Linked DNA regions of Macaca mulatta: region 1 is linked to region 2. A link is a contact called in public Hi-C data. All regions are on one chromosome and are shown on one strand. Each heading gives the region's core, a stretch centred on a gene start, on an enhancer-like site or on the middle of the called end of the contact. The rest is flanking DNA. Distances are from core to core; before and after follow the strand shown. Region 1 overlaps DOCK8 (dedicator of cytokinesis 8). Region 2 has its middle 29 kb from the start of DMRT3.

Region 1 (6,340 bases), core at 3,588-6,087, 640 kb after region 2:
TTTTCATGGTAGAAGCAACACAATTTAGTGGAAGAAGGATGGGGAGGGGTAAGACATTATTAGATTTCAAAAAACTATCCCAGGTTTTCAGCAGGGGCAACTCAATGAACAAAATGTCAATTCCTTTCTGCCTTGTGCTTCTCCTGGCCTATTGAGTGTAGACACAAATGTACAAGAGTCTCACCAGAAGCTCAAAGAAGAACCAGGCATACTTGAAGACTGTTTCTCTCACCATTCCAGTGCTGACCACCATCTGGAGGGCAAGCTCCTCGTGGAAATGCTAAATAAGAACCACAAAAATTAGGCTGTGATGACAAAGGCTATTATTATTCACCAACACTTCTTTTCTTTTCTTCCCCCCCTCCGCCAATTTAATAGCTTGTTACTGAAGCATGTGTCTTAGATGTTCTAGGCAGTAAGTGGTGGATGGCAAAGTCGGTGCTGAGATCACCTGAGACTGGAGGACATTTCGGTGGGTAGAAGGCTGAGGTCAGTGCTGCACAGGACAGACAGGTTTGAAGGAATGGACTCAGCCTGGAAGTGAAACTCTAGTCTATGGGGGAAACATTTTGGGTAGCCATCAAAACTGGCACTGTTTTACTTTCCTCTCAGGTCCTGCTGAAAACTCTGCGTGACCACGTGCAAGCCATTCTTCTCTTTGCCCTCAGTTTTCTCATCCATAAAATCAGTTGGTTGGTGGCAGCAGTTCTCAAACTGGTTTTTTTTTTTTTGTTTTTTTTTTTTGAGATAGGGCTGCACTCTGTCGCCCAGGCTGGAGTGCAGTGGCGTAATCTCACTCACTGCAAATTCCCTGGCTCAAGCAATCCTCCCACCTGCTTTAGTCCCAAATAGCTAGGGCTAAAGGCATGCGCCACCAAGCCCAGCTAATTGTTTTATTATTATTATTTTTTGGTACAGATGGGGTTTCACCATGCTACCCACTTAGTCTCAGACTCCTGAGCTCAAGCAATGCACCCGCCTCGGCCTCCCAAAGTTCTGGGATTACGGGAATGAGCCACTACGCCTGGCCTCTTTGTATCAGAATCCCTTGGAGGGCCTGATGAAACACAGACTGCTGGGCCCCACCCCCAGATATTCTGATTCAATAGCCTGGGAATTTGCATTTCTAACAAGTTCCCGGATGCTGCTGCTGCTGCTGCTGCTGCTGGTCCAGGGTCACACTTTGAAAACCACTGTCTGGATGGTATCGAAACACTCTGGGAGACTGGACAATTTTTGTTTTTATAATGTCAATATGGCATTGTGGGAAACAGGATGGATGGGGGTTTATGAGAGGATGTTGTGCTCTGAAAGGCATAGCAGTATCAGCCTTAACTCACAGCTTCTAAATTTCTATGTCCCAGGGCCAGATGCTTGGAAAGTCCCCTAGCTCCACTTTGCATCTTCGCTTCCCTTCAAGTCACCTACTGCTCAGTAGCAAATGGCGCACATGGTGACTTACACCTTTCCCATTCTCCAGCGTGTCTGGCTATGTGTTCACGTTCCTGACAATCATTTTGATGAGGAAGAAGTTCAAGACTGAAGATAGGGCAATCAGTCCATTAAAGAGTGCTTGATAATGTCCTGGTCTTAAAATAGAAAGCCTTACATCTTGGGGACTCCCTCAGTCCGGGGCAAATGAGAACAGTTGGTCACCCTAATTAATGCCAAAAATGATGTCTAGGAATTTTCTGTGGTTTTCTTTCATCTTATGCCCACAAAACCTGGAATAAATATAAACTCATTTTTTTTTTTCTGGTTAAGAAAGTAGGCAAGAAAGCTAAAGCTATCTGAACACCCTAATATCATAGCCTTATTTGCAAATTAAGTTTTAAAGTCAACACCTAAAGCAAAAACTGATTACAGCAAACATTGCTCTTGACAGTTGTTTAAATTATCCACAGAGGGCTAGGTGTGTTGACTCATGCCTGTAATCCCAGCACTTTGGGAGGCTGAGGAGGGCAGATTACTTGAGGTCAGGAGTTTGAGACAAGCCTGGCCAACATGGTGAAACCTCATCTATACTAAAAATACAAAAATTAGCCAGGTGTGATGGTTCACGGTTGTAATCCCAGCTACTCGGGAGGCTGAGGCAGGAGAATCACTTAAACTTGGGAGGCAGAGGTTGCAGTGAGCCAAGATTGCACCATGGTACTCCAGCCTGGGTGACTGAGTGAGACTCCGTTTCAAAAAAAAAAAAAAAAAAAAAATTACCCACAGGGTCCAGTATGCATGCAACCCAATGTACTAATTCTTGTGTACATTAAAATTTGAGAGCTACTCAGCTAAACTAAAAGATGACAAAGGGAAAATCTCTGTATTCATGCTTGGGTATTTTAACCAATTAGATCCCCAGTGGGTTAGTGGTGATGAATGGAGACTGCTTAGGTGTTTCAGCTTATCGGTTGGTTTCACTTCATTTTGTGAGGTCAGTCAAACCTTAATAATTTTAATACACATTAACACATTTGTTTGCTGTTGTGAGTTTTAAGTGAAGCTGTCTCACTTGAGAGAGGCGTGGGGTTGAGTTTTAATCAAGCAGGTGGTCTAACTGTGCACATGATATAACTGGACTACACTTTGATCTTCTCATTGTAGGAAAGATATGCTCCCCCAGCTTCAAAGATTGCCTCTAGAAAATAGGTCAGTTTGTCTGCCAGGGTCTTATGGCAAGAAGAGATTAGATAGGATAAGCTGCTTCTTAAAGTAATTTATGCTGCTTTCTGGGCAGCATTATTACAAGAACACCTTGCTCTGGAGGTTATATAAAATAGCCAAGCAGCAAAACCCTGTCTGCTAAGCTATTAAGGAAACATATTGGCCACACTTCCCTTTGAAATAAAATATCTCTATCCTGGTCATTTCAGGTCAAAACATGGCAGTTACAAAACCAAACAGGACATGGGTTAAAGAAATCAGGCTGTAGGCAAATAATGGTTTTTAAGAAAGGAAAATGGTATAATACTTATAACCAGTCACGGCATAGGGCCTGTGATAGCCTAATTCTAAATTTTAGAGCAAGTAGACAAATCTGTTTTTAGCCTAACCATATCTTTTTTCCACTTTTCCTTTTCGAGTTAAATCCTGGTACCTCTCACTAGACATATGGTGCCTGGAATACCGCGAAGTGTATAGCACCAGGCCCCGGCCCTCCCACACTTGATCTTTCCCTCATCCAGTCCAAAGGGAGCCTTGGGGAGGCTCATTCCCTCCTTGCCTGTTTAATAAGCATTACCCTGTGATGTGAGCTCTTGCAAATGGCTTCCTGTGTTATCCTTTGTAATAAGCGTATGTACTGTTTTTTTTCTTTTTTTGAGATGGAGTCTCATTCTGTCGCCCAGGCTGGAGTGCAGTTTCACAATCTCAGCTCACTGCAGCCTCCGCCTCCCATGTTCAAGTTATTCTCCTGCCTCAGCCTCCTGAGCAGCTGAGATTACAGGTGCCTGCCACTATGCCCAGCTAGTTTTTGTATCTTTAGTAGAGAGGGGTTTCACCATGTTGGCCAGGCTTATCTTGAACTCCTGACCTCAGGTAATCCACCCACCTCGGCCTCCCAAAGCGCTGGGATTATAGGTGTGAGCAGCTGTGCCCCGCCATATTTACATTTTTAAATGTAATTTTACATTAAATGTAAATGTACTTTTATTACATTTGTAATGTAATAAATGTAATGTAATAATGTAATGTAATAAATACATTACATTAAAAACTTCAGTAGCTACTATAATGGTGAGACTCTTCGGTGCCTAGAAGACAGGAAACTTGGGGCAGACAGCTTTTTTCAACTCCATCCCTCAGACCACACAGGCTGTGACTATGATTGGGGATTTTATTGCTTTAAAAACCCTGGTAAGCAGTTTAACAGCTTTTAAAGTTTCTGAACTCATAGGTAAGGCTGATTGTGAAGAATTACAAGGAAGCATCTCATATTACTTTATATAGTATTGAAACAAATGATACCTAATTATTGCCATTCACTTTTGTCAAGGATGAACTGTCCCCAGCTTTCTCTCTACTAAAAGGAGGCTAATGCAGTGGTTCTCAGAGTGTGGTCCTGGACCAGCATCAGCTGGGAACTTGTTAGAAATGCAAAATCTTGAGCCTCCAGCTCAGATCTATTGAATCAGAAACTCAGGGGGTAGGGTCCAGCGATGAGTTTTAACAAGGCTTCCAGGTAATTCTGATGCATGAGAAAGTGAAAGAAACACTGAGTTAATGGGTAGTTAGGTGGTCAAATGTGGGGTAAAGGACAGGGCTGCAAAAGTGTGGTGTGTGTGTGTGTGCGTGTGTGTGTGTGTGCGCGCACAACAGGACCAGGCAGGGGAGCACTTTGACTATTTTCAAGCACAGTGTGAGGGCATGAGGAAGTCCTTCTGTTCTTATCCCGTGATGATCCTCACATTGCTCTGTTCGGTACCTTTTTGCTGGCTGGCCTTGGGGCTGTAGTTGAACTTGGAACATCACTATTGCCAGAGCAATAGTAAGACATTCGGCTGCAGTTACGATCGGCGATCTAAAACACATAAACCATGGCTTAACAGTCAACCAACCATGGAAAGGTAAGCCAGACACCTGGAAATCACAACCTCAGAATTCATTTTTATGCATTTATTTTTTCCTGGTTACAAAGGTAAAATAATTGCTGTAAGTAAATATAAAACAAAGCAAAGACGGTGAAGTTATACCTAATTCTACTTGCTCTTGAGATAATCCCTGTTAATAGTTTGTGTGTAGCAACCTACAGTTAAAAACTATTTAAGAATCTGGGGTGCTGAGTAGTCCCTTCCAACATTCTAGGAGTCTGTGACTTCAGGGGACGCCAGGAAAAAACGTGTGGGAACAGTGCCTCTCTGTGGTTTAATATGGTACTGCACCACACTGTCTCCGACATACCAATACATTGTCAAAAACTACTTCCGAAAGGAAGTGGAGGGGTCATGCGCTATTAAACATTTTCTCCCTGTGCTACAAAATAATTCAAAAACTGTTAACCCTGTCCACATAAAAATTTAATATTTTCATTTTTATCAAAGAAAAATAGAAAGATCTAGGCTGTCAATAATAGCTGCAGACCACTTTTTTCCTGGGTGATCAGAAAGTGGTATTGCTGAAAGGGGTCTTCCATATGAGGCTGAACCATGGTGCGCTGGCAAATGTTTAACAACCAGTTGTCAGTGGGGTAGGGCTAATTTGTAGCATTTGCCAATTTCTGTGGCACAAATACTTTCATCATAGCTGATTTAAATCTGCCAACATGATGTCATGGAAATGCAGTTAGGGAGACATGTGCGGTAGCAAATCGTTATATAATATTTCCATCACACAGACACAGTAGATATAAAGAATGAAGAACTTAGATATCATAGCATACAATGAAATTATTAGGAAGGGACTAGGGTTAGCTTTTCAAAGTGAACTTTTAATTCTGGAGTAGTTATTTATATAGTTATTATTAGATTTACAGAGAAGTTGCAAAGTTAGTATTTCTTATATGCCTTTCATTGCATTTCTCTTAATGTTAATATCTTTTATGATAAGGTACATTTGTCAAAACTAAGAAATTAACATTGATATGTTACTATTAACTAAACCATGAACAATTCAGATTTCACCAGTTTTTGTACTCATGTCCTATTTCTGTTCCGAGATGCAATCTAGCATACCACATTGCATTCAGATTACCTTTGTTTTTAATATAACCTATTTAATTTTAAGTTTATACAATTTAATTTTAACAATATCTGTTTCAAAACTGGCTCAAAAAATTCTGGAAAACTAAGCAATCAGCCTTTGGGAACAGGTATGAGCTCGCTCTAGCACATCCCTGCACTGATTTTTGTAAGTCAAAAAGGATAGAACATGAATAATTCCTGATGGCTCAAACTATAGATCATCAGCATCTCAGGGGGTAAATCCAGGGTTTTTTTTTTTTTAGACGGAGTCTCACTCTGTCACCCAGGCTGGAGTGCAGTGGCGCAATCTCGGCTCACTGCAAGCTCTGCCTCCTGGGTTCACACCATTCTCCTGCCTTAGCCTCCTGAGTAGTTGGGACTACAGACACCCGTCACCATACCTGGCTAGTATTTTGTATTTTTAGTAGTGACAGGGTTTCACCGTGTTAACCAGGATGGTCTCGATCTCCTGACCTCGTAATTGGCCCGCCTCCCAAAGTGCTGGGATTATAGGCGTGAGCCACTGTACCCGGCTGAATCTAGTGTTTTTAAAAGATCCAGGGTAGACGGTTCTTAAGTTCATCCAGGGGTCAGGACCTCTGCAGAGATGAGGACACGAGGCCTAGCACAGTTAAATGACTTTTTCCCATGGCCACACGGCGGGGCAG
Region 2 (6,442 bases), core at 1,588-4,087:
TGAAAGGAAATGTGTTAAAGGCCTCAAGTCCACTTAATCTTCACAGTAGCCCTGTGGCCTTGTTATTACCTCATTTTACAGGTGGGGAAACTGAGGGCTGAAGAGATTAAAGCCACTTACCCAGAAGATGAAACCAGGACTTGAACCCAGTTAGATGTGTCTCCAAAGCCTGTGAACGGAACCACTGTGCTATACCACCACCCAGTCGGTATTTATTCAGAAATGCGCATGTCTACACGGCGGCCTTTCTCAGTCCAGTCTTCTGTGACTTGCAGCAAAAACATCTTACAGAGACACGGTGTGGCAGGGGAAGAATGGGTATTTCAGGTGCCCATAAGCGGGGACCTAACCCATTCCTTAGCAGTTAAAAGTTCCCAGGACATCTTTATTTCTCTTCTTCCTTCTTCCTAGTATCTCTTCTTAGCATGAAATGCTATCAGCTGCTTCTACTAGCTGAAAAAACAACAGCTGCCTCCACAACCATCTAGGAAGGGCCCTGCACCTGGTGATTCAACTCCCTCCTTTTGCAACTTCCTTTCCAGGCCTGTCTCTCCCGCATCACCTCGCAAACACATTTGTTTTTCCTCAGTAAATTAATCTGTGAAATGGAAAGCAAGCCAGTTGCATTAATTCTTAGCAAAGTGTACACAACTGAGAGTCATTGCAACATATTATCCAAATATCATCCAAATAAGCAGTGTTTGGCTTTGGAGCAAAAGGAATGTGATTTCAGTGATGATATTTCAGCCTATATATTTTTTATAGCTCAATGCTTTTGCTGATTCGGGGAGACAGACCCTGAGGAAAAGACTACAGTCAGGGAGAAAGGGTAAGGCCTGCAACTAAAAAGGATCCATTAGTAATTATGAAATTTCACACACATCTGGTGCTAAACATTCTATGATAATAAGTAAAGCTAAAAAGAAGGCTATTTCTTTCCTAGGCTAATTCCATGGTCTGAACATAATACGCTCTTTTTTTTTCCTCAACTGGAGAAGGATAGACTACTTACAAAAACAAGAAAGCTGAGGAAGTCATTGGCCACTTTAACAATGAGATAAACTATTCCAAGGTGACAAAATAACTCTAGTTTTCTTTATATAAAGAAAAAACTCCAGCTAATAAATGTGGAAGGAATGGTAGAATTAGAAAATTCCCACCGGGTGCAGGGGCTCACGCCTGTAATCCCAGCACTTTGGGAGGCCAAGGTGGGCGGATCACCTGAGGTCAGGAGTTCGAGACCAGCCTGGTCAACATGGCAAAACTCCGTCTCTACTAAAAATACACAAATGAGCTGGGCGTGGTGACGCACATCTATAATCCCGCTCGGGAGGCTGAGGCAGGAGAATCACTTGAACCAGGAGAGGGGAGGTTGCAGTGAGCCAAGATCATGCCACTGCACTCCAGCCTGGGTGACAGAGGGAGACTTCCTCTCAAAAAAAAATGTTTTTTAAAAAAAGGAAAATCCCCATCTTTCAATCCCTAATTGAAATAACTGCTTCCAGCAACATAGTGAGCAAATGAAAAGTTGCAGAGAAAAGATGGAAGGTGGAGTTTGAAATGGAGGGGTCTGGCTGACATTACTGACCCCCACTGATCTTGCCTGATGGACTAAAGACCCTCTGTGTCCCTTCGGAAGTGACGCAGTAGGCAGTGGACCAGCATCTCCTGGGAAGTGCACCTCCCTCAAACATTTGCACCCATATCAAAGAAGCCTCTAGATCTGCTTCCACTCTACAGGAAGCATGGGGGATACGGGAAGAAATTAAGTGACTCCACGAGGAAGCGAACACACAGTTTCAGAATGGAGAGCATTCTGCTGAGCAATGGACTCCGTTTCCTCACAAAGCAGGAGTCCACTGTGCAAATGAAGAGACGTAAGAAACATAGAACCAAATACAGCATGTGGACCCCCATCAGACAAACCCACAGTAAAGGGGGAGCGAGGCTGGAGACAACTCGGAGATTTTTATGAACTCGGTCTTATGATACCAACGAATTACTTTTAATTTTGTCAGATCTGATCATGGCATTGTAATTATATATGAATATGTCCATTTTTAGAGATGTTTACTGAAGTACATAAGGGTGAAATGACATTATTTGCTTTAAAGACTACCTACCTCAACCAAAAGGAAGAAACAGGAAATGGGATGGACGGATCACGTGTTGTGTAGTCTTTATAACTGCTTAATGTTGGTGATGTGTAGATTAGGGTTCATTTCACTATTCTCTATATATGTGGGCCTTTTATTTTTTAAAAATAAAATTTTGTTTTGTTTGTTTTTTGAATCAGGGTCTCACTGTGTCACCCAGGCCAGAGTGCAGTGGTGTAGTCACGGCTCACTGCAGTCTCAACCTCCCTGGGCTCAGGTGATCCTCCCACCTCAGACTCCCAAGTAGCTGAGACTACAGGTGCTCACCACCACACCCGGCGAATTTTTTGTGTCTACTGTTTAGCAGAGGCAGGCTTTCTCCATGTTGCCCAGACTAGTCTTGAACTCCTGGGCGCAAGCGATCCATCTGCCTCAACCTTCCTAAGTGCTAGGATTACAGGCATGAGCCACTGCACCTGGCCAAACATTTTTTAAAAATCAAAAAGATATGCTCACTTCAGTGACATCAGGTAGGATGAAAGACAATTCAGTAAGTTGATGATATTTTCAGCTTTGATGGAACACATCCACAGCCCCTGGCAGAGTTCATCATCAGCGTCAGGTCCCTGAAATCATCCGTGTCAGGTCCCAAACGTCCCCCTTGTCAAACTGCATTGCATTCCATTTACCCATCTCAGAAAGATAGATGGCGCCATCAGCCTGGTTAGGACTGGTTTCAGCGACCAAGCATTTCTAATGAGAACACGCTGCAGAAACCAAACACTGCCTCGTGTGAGGCATTTAGCTACAAACCCTGGTGGTTAAGCTGCGATGGGTTCTGCCAGCTTTGAGCTTGGGTCACAGACCTGTTCGAGGGCAAGTGTTCTTCCAGCACTCCAAGAAAGAGATGCTCGTTGATGCAGATGGCTCTGAAACATATGAAAAGCAGCTCACCTCCATTCATAAGACGAGAATGCAAATGAAAGCATACTGAGATTTTCAAGTTGTGGGAAATTACAATTGAAAACACACTCACTGGGGATGTGGGAAAACTGACATTCTCGTACTTTACTGGCGGGAGTATAAACTGGAGCAGGGCCTATGAGGGGACAAATCGGCAATGTCTAGTAAAATTACCGGCGCATGTACACTTTGCTGCAGAAACTCCTCTTCCCCGAATTTATGCATCTTACACTTGCTCCCACTTCAAATCACATTTGTCTAAAGTTATTTATTAGTGAATCGTTTAATAGTACATGACTTGAACACTTAACATATTTATCAGAAGGGGACTGCTAAATACACTATGGAACAGCCAAATACTACGTAATTTTTTAAATGAAGAAACTATCTTTATAATTATATGTAACTAAGGCCGGGCGCGGTGGCTCAAGCCTGTAATCCCAGCACTTTGGGAGGCCGAGACGGGCGGATCACGAGGTCAGGAGATCGAGACCATCCTGGCTGACACGGTGAAACCCCGTCTCTACTAAAAAAAAAAATACAAAAACTAGCCGGGCGAGGTGGCGGGCGCCTGTAGTCCCAGCTACTCGGGAGGCTGAGGCAGGAGAATGGCGTAAACCCGGGAGGCGGGGCTTGCAGTGAGCTGAGATCCGGCCAGTGCACTCCAGCCTGGGCGACAGAGCGAGACTCCGTCTCAAAAAAAAAAAAAAAAAATTATATGTAACTATCTCCAAAACACAGTAAGTGGACAGAAAAAAAAGGCAAGGTAAAACAGCTGTGTATATAGTTAATTTTTAAAGAAAATGAAAAAAGAATACTTATGCTTGCATGTGCAGAAAACATTTCTGGAAGGGCTGGGCACAGTGGCTTATGCCTGTAATCCCAACACTTTGGGAGGTTGAAGCAGGAGGATCACTTAAGTCCAGGAGTTTAAGACCAGCCTGGACAACACGGTAGGATGCTGTCTCTACAAAAAAATAAAATAAAATATATAACAAAAATTAGCTGGGCATGGCGGTGTGTGGCTACAGTCCCAGCAACTCATGATGCTGAGATTAGGAGGATCACTTGAGCCTGGGGAGGTCGAGGCTGCAGTGAGCTGTGATCATACCACTGCACTCTGGCCCGGGTGATAGAGCAATGCCCTGTTTCTAAAAAGAAAATTAAAAATAAAATATTTTTGGAAGGATGCCCAAGACACTAATAACATTGGTTGCACTCAGGTAGCTGGGAGGAGGGAGAATTTTCACTGTAAATCTTTTTATGTCTTTTTACTTTAGAGCTCTTAAATCCCTGACCTTTTCAAAAAATAAAAACAATTTCCTAACACAGAAAACAAAAAAAATTGTCAGTTGACTTTCAAACCAAGCTTGAAGGGAAAACATCGTATTTTAATTAGGTGCTAGTCTGGGACTGGGAGCTGGAAATTGTACCCACTGGAACGTGGGCCACTAAACGGCAAAAAGAACAAAACACAGTTAAAGCTCCCTGTAGGGGCAAAATATTTCACAGCCAGTTAAAGCCAACTTATAGTAGCTGGTCAACTTAATGCCAGTTTCATCTTACACTCAGGCTTCACTCTCCTGATGAGCTGGTCTCTGAAATCCTGAGGAGCAGACTCTGGAGGATGGGCATGTCAGAGCCCCTGCGTTTCAGCCCATGACGGGCTCTGGGATGTGACTCTGAGAGGAAAATCCAGCTGGGCACCAGCGTCTGCATAACCCTGAAGCAGTAGCTTAGCGATTCTGGGCCTTCCGCTGGCAAATGCACATATCAAGAATGCATCACTGAAACAGAGCACAGTGGACTCGAGTTGGTTATTCAAACATGTCCGTTCACGTGAGGACAGAGCCTGTTTTTAAAATCTATGAAACAATTCCTGTTAAAAAAAAAAATAGTACAGGAACAACAAAAAATGTACCTGCCTTTTAGGGCTATTGTGAAGATAAGTGAGTTGATACATGCACACAAAATAAAAGTCAGCTATGGCCAGTGCAGTGGCTCATGCCTGTAATCCCAGCACTTTGGGAGGCCGAGGTGGGCAGATCACCTGAGGTCAGGAGTTCGAGACCAGCCTGGCCAACATGGTGAAACCCCATCTCTACTAAAAGTACAAAAATTAGCCGGGTGTGGTGGTGGGTGCCCGTAATCCCAGCTACTTGGGAGGCTGAGGCAGGAGAGCTGCTTGAACCCGGAAGGCAGATGTTACAGTGAGGAGAGATCGAGCCATTGCACTCCAGCCTGGGTGACAAAAGTGAAACTCTGAGAGAGAGAGAGAGAGAGAGACGGAAAGAAAGAAAAAGAAAGAAAGAAGAAAGAGAAAAGAGAGAGAAAGGAAGGAAGGAAGGAAGGAAGGAAGGAAGGAAGGAAGGAAGGAAGGAAGGAAGGGAGGGAGGGAGGGAGGGAGGGAGGGAGGGAGGGAGGGAGGGAGGGAGGAAGGAAGGAAAGAAAGATGCAGCTATTATCATCAGGAAGGGAACGTGGGATTTGGAAATACTTAAAGCTCAACATATCTATAGCGTCTGTTCTGCTTGACAGCAGTCAGTCATCTTAAAGGTCACGCCAGCATATCTACAGACCACACGATGTGACCACTCTGAAGAATGACAGAAGGTAGGATTTTGGAGCTGAAAGGGCTCATGTCCCTGTGGTGTCGCCTCTTAGTGTTCACTGTGTGCTTTTCTCCACAGCTTCCCAGGCATGCAAAAAACTCTACCTCCTGGTCCCTTCCTCTAAGTGAAGCCACCAAACTGGATCCAGCCAATGAAATGTGAGCAGAGGCGAGGACCTGGAAAGCCTGCCAGCAAACCACGTGTGGAAATGGTCAAGCCACAGTAAAGAAGGAAACTAAAGCCAGAGTGGCTGTAATCCCAGCACTTTGGGAGGGCAGATTGCCCAAGGTCAGGAGTTCAAGACCAGCCTATCCAACATGGTGAAACCCTCCTCTACTAAAAATACAGAAAAGTAGCCAGGCGTGGTGGTGTGCACCTGTAATCCCAGCTACTCGGGAGGCTGAGGCAGGAGAATCATTTGAACCTGGGAAGTGGAGGTTGCAATGAGCCAAAATCATGCACAGCACTCCAGCGTAGGAGACAGGAGAAGATTCTGTCTCCAAAAAAAAAAAAAAGGAAACAATTCTTGTGTCACTGCCTAGAGAGCTGCCAAACCCATGGCAGATTCTGCATGGGTTAAAGTTTTAAAATAAACTTTCATGTGTTAAACCACTGAAATTTTGGAGTGTGTTACTGAAGTGTAGCCTAGGCTAGCCGCACCCACCCTGGCTTTAAAGGTATCCCTGTTTTCAGTAAGGTTACAGGAGCTTACAAAATGCTTTTGCTTTTAGAGGGAATTTGACCCATGTGGTGTGATGAAACCAGTTAGCT

Evidence for each region. A called contact is a pair of places that touch in the nucleus more often than the background predicts.
Region 1: a contact with region 2 is called in a Hi-C map of fetal cortical plate, with 4 times the contacts expected there. The contact joins two enhancer-like sites. A contact is called at or near these places in 2 of 14 Hi-C or Micro-C datasets (fetal cortex germinal zone and fetal cortical plate).

What each region holds. Positions count from the first base shown.
Region 1 is chr15:99,067,969-99,074,308 of T2T-MMU8v2.0, forward strand. It overlaps DOCK8 (dedicator of cytokinesis 8), which reads right to left. Exons shown (of 47, transcript XM_077966188.1): 22 at 4,418-4,513; 23 at 185-280. Among named protein-coding and RNA genes, the nearest start is that of KANK1, 130 kb to the left of the region's middle. Within about 2 kb of position 4,838, at least 10 of the 40 cell types and tissues checked have an H3K27ac peak or open chromatin away from gene starts, as enhancers often do. A contact at or near this core is called in fetal cortex germinal zone and fetal cortical plate, where this site is marked.
Region 2 is chr15:98,434,529-98,440,970 of T2T-MMU8v2.0, forward strand. No RefSeq gene overlaps it. Among named protein-coding and RNA genes, the nearest start is that of DMRT3, 29 kb to the right of the region's middle. Within about 2 kb of position 2,838, at least 3 of the 40 cell types and tissues checked have an H3K27ac peak or open chromatin away from gene starts, as enhancers often do. A contact at or near this core is called in fetal cortex germinal zone and fetal cortical plate, where this site is marked.